2 separate regions of the Mus musculus genome follow, and region 2 is linked to region 1. A link is a contact called in public HiChIP or PLAC-seq data. All regions are on one chromosome and are shown on one strand. Each heading gives the region's core, a stretch centred on a gene start, on an enhancer-like site or on the middle of the called end of the contact. The rest is flanking DNA. Distances are from core to core; before and after follow the strand shown. Region 1 overlaps Gorasp2 (golgi reassembly stacking protein 2). Region 2 has its middle 24 kb from the start of Dync1i2.

Region 1 (6,292 bases), core at 415-2,914:
CATCACTGACTTTAGGCCTGTGTCTCTATAAATGCATCCTGGGAGAGGGGCTGGGTTTCTGGCAGAGTCAGCAATGGCCACCACTGCGGTGTGGGTATCTTTATGCTAGTACCAGGTCAACAGTCAACAAACTGCTTCCACCTTACTTCCAAAGGGGGCTGTCAGATGCTTTTCCGTCACCCAGGACATCAGTCCCACTCGATGGAGCATCGCTTGGAAACTTAGAAAAGCACACCCACCACAGGCTGACCTGAGAGATGTGAGGCACACATGAAGTACACGCTCGCCACTTAGAACACAAGGAGACCGTAAAGCGACTGGAGTTTATTGCCGCGATACCGTTAAGTAGCTACAGAGCGCAGCTCCTCTCTTTCTCTTTAAATGCCATCTTACCACAGGCATCTAAAGCAACAGCAGCAGCTACAAAATGGTGTCTGAATAATTCTGAGTTCAAAACAAGATCTGTGTACAGGCAGAATAAAAAGATGTTCAATTAATAGTGTGCCATGGACCGGAACAAAACATCTGCAACTGGGAGTTTTGTGTAAACCGTAATAGAGATGCGACTCACAGAGACCAACAGTAAATTCTTGTTTCCTTGTACAGTTTAGTGAGGTGGTCTGTGTTCTTGCAAACGACTTACAAAGTACAAGAAATGTTGCATGTGGGCACTAGGCATAAAATATTTCATTTCCTTACACAAGGCATAGCAGTGGTACAGGGAACCCAGTGGGTACCCCGCCATCTCTCTTCCAAAGATGAACCTCCCAGAACGGCAGTAGATGCCTGGCAGCAAGCCACCCATGACAACTTTTTTTGGTTGTTTAAAATACAAGCACATTCTCAGATTGCCCTCCTCGGCTGTAACCCCCCGACGTGGTGGGAGGCAAGCCCTCAGCCTCTTGCGTAGTTTCCCCTTAGAATTATGTACAGGACACCTACAGATACGGTACACACTAGTATGAAATCAATGGTAGTTTGCGATTCCAGACCTGACCCCGTGGTTAACTAAACAGACCACGTCGGTTCTGAACATTGGTTCCCAGTTAAGAAGGCTCTGAAGCATCTGCATCAGACACAGGCTTCTCGACGGCCGGGGTGCAGTCGCTGACTCTGTCCTCAACAGTGGTGGGGACCTTGGAAGCAGGAGACGTCACATCCACAGTGAGGGAAGAGGCGTCTGCCTTTGCAGTAGTCATGACAGGGTCAGAAGGTGGGCCCATGGCAGGAAGGGAAGACAGCGGCTCCCCTGCGCTGGCTGCAGAAGAGCCCTCTGGAACCAAAGGGAATGACGGGAGGAAGTCGGACAGCATGGGGAGAGGTGCAATGCCAGGTAAGTTTCGGGGAGGCAAGGAGGGAAGAGGTGGCAAACCTAGGATAGAAACAGCAGAGGTCACATATTCTCCCAGCAACCAGAGCACGGCCATCAAGCTCCTCTACCTGCCCCTGAGAGCCTGCAGCCGAAGCAGAGCTCTTTGCTCACTGCCACCTTTGCTGACCTCTAACTGGAGGCTGGGGCCAAAAGCTTTCCAGGCCCAAGCTCCGTGTACTCAGCCCTGCACTCAGGAGTCTGCCGATGCGACAACAGCTCCCTCCAGAGCCATGGGAAGCAGTGCTCCCTGGCGTTCAAGGGCGCTGGCTGGATGTGAGCTAGGAGGATCCTGCCCAGGCAAGGCGCCTCTTGTCAGCTAAGAGGAGGAGCTGTGGAGGAGCAGCAGCACTGCCTCAAGGGAGCCGCCCTGCACCTGGGGAGGCCCCGCACTGCCTGTGCTGCTCTTGGTGCGTTATTCTGGAGATCTTCAGAGAGGAAAGAGCAAAGGGAAGGCGGATTGTACGGGGTATGTCCAGGACACCACTGGCTGGAGAAGCTGTCCTGTCCTTAGAGGCTTGCTGCATTTAAAGACAGAGGGACCAAGAATATGGGCCCCAGGGAAAAGAAGCAGGGAGTGTGGTCGGTGCAGCTGGGGCTTTCTAGGTCCCTTGTTCTTCAGCCCTGGCACTGAAGATGTAAAAAATGCAAACCTGTCAGAAGTGTGACAATGACAACCACTATTCAGTATGGAGTGATCACTGCAGTGTCATGATGGGCAGTCACAGGGAGCGTCAGCAGGAGCAGGCTTGGGGACTGCTGCTCCCTTTTCACCTGGGCATATGACCTGAGAGCCACCTGCTGGCAGCTGGTGCTCTGGGTTACTATTATAAAACCATCTGTCAACCCCCAGAACACTTAGCTGGCCCGAGTGCAGAGCTGTGGTCCTAGCACTTGAGAGGCTGAGGCAGGAAGTTAATCCAGGCCAGCTACAGTGAGACTCCGCCTGCCCCTCCAATCTCAGAAAAACAAAAATACCAGGCCTGGACTGCACAGAGCAGTCACCAGCATTTCCTGTGGGTAGCATCCTTAAACAGGAAGTGAAGAGAGGGGACTCAAGCATCTTTATTAGGTGACTGTACCACACTGTCAAATTCAGTGCACAGTGCAACTCCACTGATCCTATGGTAGCCTGCCTGGGGCCAAACCTACCAGGGTGTAGAGAAAGGGAGGGAGGCAGAAGGCCGGGTCATGGACTTCTTTCTTCTTCTCCATATAAAAGATGGATACTGATTAGAAGTAGCTGAAATGTGTTTAGCTGAGATGCTCTTTCTGGAAAAGACTGAACGGGAGGCCTCGCTTTCCTGAATCCATGTTTTTATTAGCAATGTCTTAGGAGGGTAAGGCATGCAACATACCCGGGCTCCCGAGCTCTGGCAAACCGACCCCTGGCATGATGTGCGGAGCAGGGAGGTTGAAGTTGGAGAGGCTGGGGAGGTTGGGGAGGCTAGGCAGCCCTGCTGACAAAGGCATCAGACCTGAGCAGAGGGCGAGAAAGAACACAAGGTAAGTCGTTCCCCTGGGAAGGAGACAGGTCATCACACGCTGACAAAAGGATCTCTTCAGAATTCCGACACCAGGGTTCACTGATGAGCGACAACTGAGTCTCACAGAACGCGCTCTGCCTCGTCTGAGGGATCAGGCTGTGAAAGCAGCAAATGCTACACAAGCAACACACGCTCCCACGGCCCTGGACCAGAGAGAAGGCGCCTACCTACACACTAACAGCTCACCGTGCTGCCCATCGTTCTGTGTGAGCACATGCGCAGTTCATGGCTGACTACATCTGCACACTGACAACTGTAGCCCTGTAATGGGAGGCCCTGACAACGCACATACTCATTACTCAAGTAACATCTCACGGATATCAGCTAGACAACAGGACTTAGTCTGCACTGGAAATACCGAGAATCCACACAATTTAACACGGGAGCATCTCAATGCACAAATAACTACGGCGCCGCCTTAGCCGGGCGGCCACAGAAGAGCCTCCAGCAAGTCCTACACACACATGCGTGGGAAGGTGAGATGTTGGGGAGTCTCAGGCTAAGTGGCACCTGTTTCCTGGCCTGCTAAGGAGAGTACTCTTGTTCTGTCACAGAGCTCTGCAGTGATAATGGACGGTTAAAAGACAAAGAGTTTCAGGAGCAAACACCATTATCAAACAAGTCTTTAGCCTGCTGCTTACTTGGTAATGTGGTAGCTGGGTTCATTGGTGGCATAGAAGCAAGGGACTGGTTTACTTGTGGCGGCAACAATGGTACAGTTGGTACGCCTAAAATAAAGCACATTAAATCATTTTAAACCAATTCTACCGCCAGATATGAAGAGATCACATACAGGAGGATGCTGTTCCGGCTTCACTATGGCCGAACTCTTGGCTGTATCATTACTATGTATAACCTTTCAGAGCTAACTCACCAATGCATGTATGGCCCTGACAGACACCTTAGCCTCAGCCTGGTGAGGGAAGAAAACTGTGTAGCCTTCCCTGGATAGACTCCCTGGACAAGAAATCTGTCACTGCCCTAAGATGGGTCAGATCAAGAGCAGGCTCGTGCAAACACGCAAGCATGGGCTGCTGGAGCCCCCTCTGCCCTGGAACAGTGAAAGGCGGCCTGAGAAACAAGGGTGATCACAGGGCTGTCTCAGCAGACAAACAGCACCTGGATTCCCAGAGGTGCAGAGAAGGACTAGGCTTCCTTTAGCCTTAGCTTCTACATACCCAGTGCAGCCCACCTGTACCAAGAGAGGCTGTGGAAATATTCTCCACAAACAAGGACCCTCAGGATGCCATCTGATGAAGACCCATATACTGGCACTAACCTATTCAAGTGGGAGGTTTTTCTGTCACAATAGTAATACATGTTGAACACCCTTTACTGAAAATCCAAAATCTGAGTTAATACCAAATATAAAGCTTTTTAGAGAGCCAATGTGACTCTGCAAGTGGAAACTTCCATACCTCATAGAAGGGATGGAAGTCAAAACAAAGGCACATTGAAAACCCGGTACACACTGATCGTCAAGCTACGTGCATGTGTTTCAAACAAATGAACTGGTGCTTAGACTTGGGCTCCAGCTGCAGGGTGTCTCCTCACATCTGCTGCTCACATCTGTGTTCCAGGGAGAGGTGCTCAAGCCCCGTGCTGAGCCAGGCTTGGGCCAGACAGGGATATGTTTTAATAAGCAACAGGAGCGAACCGCTCTTCACAGGGTGAGCCAACCTTAGGCAGCTGCCTTATTTACTAGTGTTCAAAGTGCTTTCCTGAGGAAACTGGGGACATGCAAAAGAGGGCAGAGGGGGAGGGAGGAGAGAAGGAAGGAAAGAAAAGAAAGAGATGAACAGAGAAGAGAAAGCCTGGTCACGGCACTGGCCAGAGTTCTAGGACCTCAGGCTGCCATAGTCCAGTACAGGAGACCCCTCTCTTTTCTGGACCCCACAGTTACCAGTGTGTGCTTGTTAAGTAGTAACAGACAATAGCATTGTTATAACTATTTTATATTTCTGCCTTAAATCTTGCCTTTAAGAAATGAAGACAGGTTGGAGGGACGGCTCAGCACTGGCTGCTCCTCCAGAGGGCTTGGTTCCCACAGCCCACACGGGGCTCACAACAGTCTGTAACTCTAGTTCCGGGGCATCTGACGCCCTCTCTGACTTCCAAGGGCAGCAGGAGCATGTGTGGTGCACGTATACACGTGAAGGCAAAACACTCATACACATTAAAAAACAATCTAAAAACAATTTACAAAAAGAAAATAAAAATAGATTTGCTTAAATCCTAATAAAACCCTTCACATGATATTTCTTCCCTTTTAAAGGGTAAATCTCATTTTTTTGTACCAAAAACTAACTTGTCACAAGATTTTCCCTGCCCTGTACATTAGTACAGAGGAGGTCTGTGATTGGACAGGGAAAAGGGAGGCGGAACTAAGAGCTGAAGATACAGGGAGCGTCCCAGGGTAGGGGGAGACAGAAGATGGCCGCAGGCATGAACCTCGTGTGATGTTTACCAGCCACAAGTAGTTGTGGTATCGTAAGGTTATACTAATTGGGATAAAGCTTTTATCATTATCAATTGGCTCTGAATTATTGTACTGGCATCTTGTAAGTTGTGATATTATTGATACATACATCTGATTGGTTAATTAAGCTGTAAGAGTCTTACTGGGTATTGTGATATGCAACCGCGAGGTTGGTGGTTCCATTTAGTTACTGGAATGCGGGATCGCCGACTACATGGGTTTATGGCTGAGGAAGAAGAAGCAGAGCCTGGGACAAGCAAATGAGAGCTGGGAATGCAGCAGTGGGCGCAGTGGGGGCTGGCTGGAGAGGGTTGCCTCCGGGAGTGTCCACCCCCTGCCCAGAGCTGGCAGGCTCCTTTTTAAATATCTGCGCAAACACTAACTGACCTAACTGAATCTAAGCCAGGGATTGTAACCTAGGGCCACGAATGGCCTTTACTCAGCCTGGGAAGTTCCTAGCAGTTTTTGGAGAAGAGTGTTCTTTGCTGTTATCAGATTTTTAAAAAAATTATATTTACTTTATGTGTGTGAGTGTTTTGCCTGCATATATGTCTGTGTACTATAGGTGCATAGTATCCTCAGATACCAGAAAATAATGTTGCACCCCCTGGGACAGGAGTTACAGACAGTTGTGAGCTGCCATGTGGGTGCTGGAGATCAAACCCAGGACCTCTGCAAAAGCAGCCAGTGCCCTAACTGCTGAGCCACCCCCCCCCAGCACCCCTGTTGTCAGATTCTTAAGGGAGTGGGATGGTTGGTGGGTTCAGGCATTCTAGCTAGAGGGTACCCACTGTCTGCTTCATAGTGTTCTAGGCATTGAGGCCCTTGTCAGTCGGAAGAAAGAGAAATTCAACCTTTCAGAAGGAGAGGGAAGAAATGAAACACAGCAAACAATAA
Region 2 (6,817 bases), core at 582-3,081, 500 kb before region 1:
AGGATGAGGTAGCAGAGAAGGAAGGGTCTAGCTAGAGATCTTGTTCAGATAAAAAACAATAGCCAAATATATTTGCTCTGGTAGTTAAATAATTGATTTCATGTCTGTAAGCAATAAAGCATATCATAGTAGAAAAAGGTATCCACATATGCATGCATACTGACGTATGCACGCTGCTGAGGGAAATGTATTCTCGAAAATATAAAAACTGTTGCTTTTCATGCTGTGCTAATATCAGGAGGCTGAGCATTTAACTGCCTCGAGGAATGGCATTTACATGGAGATTTGCAAATCAAAAAGGCTTGGCACAGCCTCCTTTGAATTCACTTGAATACTGGACACTCACTGCTTTATGCAATATGATCAATTTAATCAAAAGATGAATAGAACTACTAGAGAGATTTACCTATATTAATAAACCAAAAGATTAGGCTACAAAACCAATTATTAGGCCTCCAGGTGTGGAAGGAATTCAAGAAAGTGAGCGGCAAGGAGAAGATTGACGATTTTTTACTTTAGTTAAAATAAAATCTATTACATTTCAGAGTAGTAAATTTTCTGCCAGCCTAGTGTAAGCTGGCTATGATGATCATTTGGAGAAAGAGGGGGAAGTTTTTCTACAAGCAAAATACATAACTTATAAAATGTTTTAAAGGACATATTGAAAGTTGTAGTATTTACTAAAATGGCATAATATAAATATTTTGAACCCTCAATTCCACTGAGAAAGGAGTTTAGTGAAAAGATTTACAGGAATTGAGTCGCAAATATCATGAAATTTTGTTTATAGAAACGAAAATATTGAAGAAGACTAAGAATCCCATGCTGGTTTGGCTGTTATTGTATAGAATGTATATGTTTGTAGCATAGAGTAGCCTCACTCGCCTGTGAAGTCACAGACATCAATCCCCATCTCCAAACAAACATATAGATTCTATAGAGTGGAACAGTAGGAAGCTATTAAAAATGATGTTACAGAAATATAACTAAAAAAATACATTTATTGAGATGTAAAAATACGTATATATGTATGTTTGAAATGTTATATTATACAAAACTAAAAGCACAGTTTATATGACAACATGTGCTTACTAAGAATAGGAGCTGCAAAGTGGTTCAGTTGGTAATATGCAAGCAGGGGGACTTGCATTTGGATCCCCATCACCCACGTAGACGCTACACACCTGTCATTCTAGCGCTTGAGAGAAAGAACCAGGCAGATTTCTAGAGCTTGCTGAACAGCCAGTCTAGTGCAGTTTTGAGTTTCAGAGTCTATGAAAGACACTTCCACATCACAGTCCATCATGGAGGGAAGCCAAGGCAGGAATCGAATCAAAGACCATAAGAAGAATGCTTACTGGCTTGCTGTTGCTGGAATTTCCAACCCCAGTAAGCTTGTATAAACACACACACAATCCAGTTATTATAATCATAAGCTATGTACTTAGGTTGGATAGATCTAGAACTATACTAATTTATTCCCCTGCTATAAGACCCTTTGCTACTTGTGGTTTCTCCTGGCCACGTGATTCTGTTCCATCATGGCTTCCTCCTCCTCCTCCTCCTCTTCTTCTTCCTCCTCCTCCTTTTCCTCCTCCTCCTCCTTCTTCCATCCTCTCTCTTCCCTTCTCCCTCTCCTCTCTCTCTTTGCCCTCCTCTCAAAGACCTCCTGACCCACCTTTCTCTTCCACTGCCCAATTTTGGACCTTTATTGATCAGTTAAAATAGGGAGAAGGTTCACAAGAGATCACCTGTTGGGGTGGGGCAACCCCTGTTGGTGAAGCAGAATTAACATCAGAATACAGCACCACAGCTCACAGCAGCTAGCTCTCAGTAAAGCTTGCTCTCCCATCCTGCTTTCTTATACAAACTAGAACCACTTGTCCAGGGGTGGCCACATTCACAGTAGGCTGGGCTTTTCCCATATTAATCATTAATCAAGAAAATGCCCCCATAGACGTGCGCACAAGCCAATCTGCTGGAGGCAATTATTCAACTTATGTGATTCAAGTTTGTGTTAAGTTGATTAAAAATTAACCATCCAAACTTAAATTAACTGTGAGAATCATCCCAGCTTATTTGTGGAAAAGTGCTTGCTTCTATGAACTTTTGATTTTTTTTTTCTCACCGTGTTAAAATGTTCCTCTTCATTGCTGAGTGTCACCAGGCAGAAAGGTCTAGAATTATCATGTTACGTATGTGACTGAATTGCTTTCAAAAATATTTCAAAACAGGTGGCTATGAGCAGAAGATTGAAATTCTCATTTAGCAGTCAGTATTATTTTGCATGACTACCAGGTTCTCTCCCCTAAGCATCTAGGCAGCACTAATTGCTCATGCCAAACACAGGGAAATATTATGTTTGTGATCATAAAAAACATTTATTAAAATAAGTATCCTACTAAACTGGGCTTCAGCCAACTTTTTTTTCTTTTTTTTTTTCTTTTTTTCTGATGCCTTTAGACCCAAAGGACTCCTACTGCTGGTGTAGAAGGAATAAGGTGAATGAAAAAGAAAAAGAGAAAGGGAGGGAGGAGGAGAGGAAGGTGGAGAAAGGAACTGGCAGGTTAAAATATAAAATACAAATGGGACAAAATACAAGAAACGGGTTCTTCTTTTCAGATGGAGTTTAGAGTCTCCTAGAGATTAGAAAGGGAGAGAACAGGACTCAGCTCATTTTGTGAAACTAGGGCAACTTTGATACCAAACACAAACAATAACATACAGGAAAGAGCATTTCAAGGCTAGCTTGCTCCAGAACTTGGGTGTGTGCATCACAGATAAGATACTGGCTACTGGATCCAGCTGTGTATAAAGCAGTTGATGAAGCTAAAGCTAGGCAACATGGGAAAGAAGAGTTCACTCAACCCCCAGAGAGCCTTTTTCTCATACCGTGTGAGCCCCCTGACTACTTCAATTAGCATAGAAAAGAGGCTTGAGATACAACAAGAAGATGTATTTGGTAGTCACGAACAATGTAAAAGAGTTGCTCATGATTTTAAAGAATATGCAACAGGAGTGTACAGGAACCTTTTAACTTGATATAAGACACCAGCCAATTAATATAACACATGTTAGATGTTGTCTCGGTTACTTTCTATTTTGCTTGGATGAGACACTATGACAAGCAACTTACAAATGAAAGTGTTTATTTATTAAGCTCACAGTTTATTTATTAAGTTCTCAAGGGTCATCAAGGTTGAAGAACATGACAGTAACAGGCATGCATTGCACTAGAGCAGCAGCTGAGAGCTTTTATCTGAACAACAAATGTATGTGTGTGTAAGAGAGAGGGAGGGAGGGAGAGAGAGAGAGAGAGAGAGAGAGAGAGAGAGAGAGAGAGAGAACCAACTGGGAGTGGTACGGCTTTTGAAACTTCAAAGCCCACCCCCAGTGATACACCTCCTCCAATAAGGCCATACCTCCTAATCCTTCCAAAACAGTTCCACCAACTGGGGACCAAGTATTCAAACATATGAGCTTATAGGAGCCACTCTCATTCAAACTACCACTGATATTAAATGTAACAACTATTCTCTTTAAGCTCGCCAGCTAGAGAGAGATAAGCACTGTCACTGCTCCGTGTAGCTCAATGCTGTGGGAGAAAAAGGAAAGACAAGAATGCAACTTAATTATTTCAGAGGGTATGATGGTCCACATAAGAAAGTACGGGTAGTTTAACAGCATCTAGAAAACAGCAGATTCCCAAAGTCCAGGGATATACCAAGATACACAAGTCTAAAGATATTTATTGAAAGATCTATCTATCTATCTATCTATCTATCTATCTATCTATCTATCTATCTATCTATCTATCTAAAATAAGATTACTAGGCCTAAACCAAAGAGGAAATATGTAAGCCCGATACAGGAAGAAAAAAAAAACTGACTGTTAAAACTCTCAAGGAGCTGGATGTGGTGGCGGATGCCTTTAATCCCAGCACTCGGGAGGCAGAGGCAGGCGGATTTCTGAGTTCAAGGCCAGCCTGGTCTACAGAGTGAGTTCCAGGACAGCCAGGGCTACACAGAGAAACCCTGTCTCAAAAAAAACAACAAAACAAAACAAAAACAAAAAACAAACAACAAAAAAAAACTATCAACAATTTGGAGACTGCTCATAGGTCAGACATTTCAAAGATGGAAAGTGTCTGTGGATTAGCAAAGTGAAGGAGAAAAGCATATCCACGTATTGATAGATGGAAAAGTATAAACAGAATTTTACATCCACTGTAAGCAAAGCTAAGAACAGAAGGCAACGTTATTGACTCATGACAAACCTTTTCTCCAGGGCACTCCCTGTGAACCAGTGGTTCTCAACCTTCCCTTTAACACAGTTCCTCATGTTGTGGTGACACCCAACCATGACATTATTTTGTTGCTACCTCATAACTATAACTTGCTACTATTATGAATCATAATGTAAATATCCGATATGCAGAATATATGATATGTGACCCCCACCCCCAAGGGGTCATGACCCACAGGTTGAGAACTACCACAACTAAGGACAAATAATGTCACCATTGCTGTCTGCAGTTGGGGAATCAGCACTGTGCAACAAGATAAGACAATAAGTCATAGCCAACTTATTAGCATTTGTAACAGTTTGTAGAGGTTGTTTTATACAAGGTAAGTGTTAAATGTGGTTAGACAGAAGGCTCAGTGGTTGAAAGTGCTTGCTGGTCTGTCAAAGGACTGGAGTCTGGTTCCTGCCACTCATCAGAAGGCTCACAACTGTCTTCCAAGAGCTCACTTTACATACACAAATATTTTTTTCAATACTAAACTTTGGGCTGGGAATGTAGCAGGTGATGAAAGTACAAAGTAGGAGTCCAACTGAGTTATTATTTTTCTGTAGATTTTCAATGTCCTGGCACCATTACGTAGTGTTCCTTTCCTGAAGGGCCTTCAATGTCATTGGTGACAGAGCAAGCTTCCACTTTTATGTGGGTTCTGTTTGAGATTCCTGGTCTGCCTGCCCTTATATAACACTATAGTGACTTGTTACTGTGTTTTTATAACTGGGTAAAATAACCTTTTAAATTTATTCTCTTAGTTTGTGTGTGTGGTTATTAAAACTATTTGGGAGAAGGTTTTGATGTCAGTTTTCTTCTTCTCCTCTCCCCTCTCCCCATTCCTCTCTTCCTTCTCCCCACCTCTCCCTGCCCGTTTTTTGTCTCTCTCATGCTAGGGACTGAACCCAGAGCCTCAGCACACTGAGCTTGTGTTCTGGGCATAACTGCACCAATAGCCCCTGATCTTATTTTCCTTTTGAAGAGGCACTAAGTTCTACCAGGTGTGGTAATACACACCAATCTCAGGACTCGAGAGGCTTAATACTGTCATATTATGGATTAGGTTTCATTAATCTTAGAGGAACACAAACATTTGGACATAGAACCACATTACCAGTTATGGTCCAGAGCAGGCCTGTGATACAAACAGTAGTATTTTATAAGCAGACAAAGCATGATGCAGGCACCACAAGCTTCTATTTAGCTGTAGTATAGTAGGTAGTGTAAGTTTAGAAAATACCAGTCATTATTCTGATGGACTGATACCCTATTGTCTGAACCTAAAATTGGTCTCATACAAACAACAAAACCATGACAAACCTGGGGGTGTACTTACAAAACAGAGCATTTGAAACTATGATGGAATCAGAAAGTGGATGTTATAGTTAACCTGCGCTGGCTGGTTGTGTAATTCCAGAGCCGTGCTTTTCAAAATTTGCTGTACATAGAATGACTCAAGGAAAATATGCATCACTGTGATGGAGATCTCAGAACTGAATTCCCAGCCTTAGGCATGCTAGGCAAATGTGCTACCTTTGAGCCTTCGGGGTTGTTTTGAAAACTAGTCTAGGGCCCAATCTCTAGACTTTCTAATTCAAAGCATATTAAAGATAGGCTTGGAGTTTACATTTTTAAAAACAAGGTGGGCAGGCAGTGGTGGGGCACACCTTTCATCCCAGCACTTGGGAGGTAGAGGCAGGCGGATTTCTCAGTTCGAGGCCAGCCTGGTCTACAGAGTGAGTTTCAGGACAGCCAGGGCTACACATAGAGAACCTGTCTCGAAAAACAAACAAACAAACAAACAAAGAAAAAGAAAACAACAACAACAACAAAAGAATTATTAAAATAATACTAGCCAACAGTGGACATTATTGTTATGTAGGTTTATACAGGTACATACAAAAGGAGTTTGACAACTGTATACTTTACCATGTCTTGTGACTGAAGTCCAAATGTTTAAAAAGTTTGGGGCAAGCCAGCATAGGTCAAATCTTAATGGTCTGGAAACTTTTCTCTTCGTATCTCATTACAAAGTTGCCAACAAGTGATTCATCTGCAACCAATCATTAATATACATATACATATGAATGTACAGATTCATATTAATATATATATGAATGATAGAGCATAAAAGTCTACTTGGAAGTGAGGGTGAAATTGGCTCTTGGTTGTACTTGGCTGCATTCCAAGTCAGCTTCACTCATTCACCTAATTTTAAAGACTGCAAAACAAAAGAAAAGATTTTTCAATGAATTCAATGACAATAGATTCTGCAAAGCCACTTTTTGGTGCTTTTCTAATTCGCCCCTTCCCAAAACTCTAGCTTCCTGGCTATGAAGATATGGTCTGGGGTTTAGAGGTATGATATGTACCTAGCATTTGGGATCCTCAGAACCGAGGGTGGGGTGGGGTGGGGTGGGGTGAGGTGGAAATGTAGATCTATAGGAAGGAATGTGAAAACTATTCTTAAAACCACCTGTCAGTGTAAAATAAGAACCAGAACAAGTATTTTTCAAACCAGG

The links. HiChIP or PLAC-seq counts read pairs in DNA pulled down with a chosen protein or histone mark.
Region 2: an H3K27ac HiChIP or PLAC-seq map of embryonic stem cells shows a contact between it and region 1, with 5 read pairs. The contact joins two enhancer-like sites. A contact is called at or near these places in 3 of 115 datasets of contacts at active chromatin or transcription factors (embryonic basal ganglia and embryonic stem cells).

What each region holds. Positions count from the first base shown.
Region 1 is chr2:70,685,738-70,692,029 of GRCm38.p6, reverse strand. It overlaps Gorasp2 (golgi reassembly stacking protein 2), which reads right to left. Exons shown (of 10, transcript NM_027352.4): 8 at 3,558-3,644; 9 at 2,728-2,847; 10 at 305-1,372. The coding sequence ends at 1,047. Among named protein-coding and RNA genes, the nearest start is that of Gm38528, 15 kb to the left of the region's middle. Within about 2 kb of position 1,664, at least 41 of the 459 cell types and tissues checked have an H3K27ac peak or open chromatin away from gene starts, as enhancers often do. A contact at or near this core is called in embryonic stem cells, where this site is marked.
Region 2 is chr2:71,184,110-71,190,926 of GRCm38.p6, reverse strand. No RefSeq gene overlaps it. Among named protein-coding and RNA genes, the nearest start is that of Dync1i2, 24 kb to the left of the region's middle. Within about 2 kb of position 1,831, at least 13 of the 459 cell types and tissues checked have an H3K27ac peak or open chromatin away from gene starts, as enhancers often do. A contact at or near this core is called in embryonic stem cells, where this site is marked.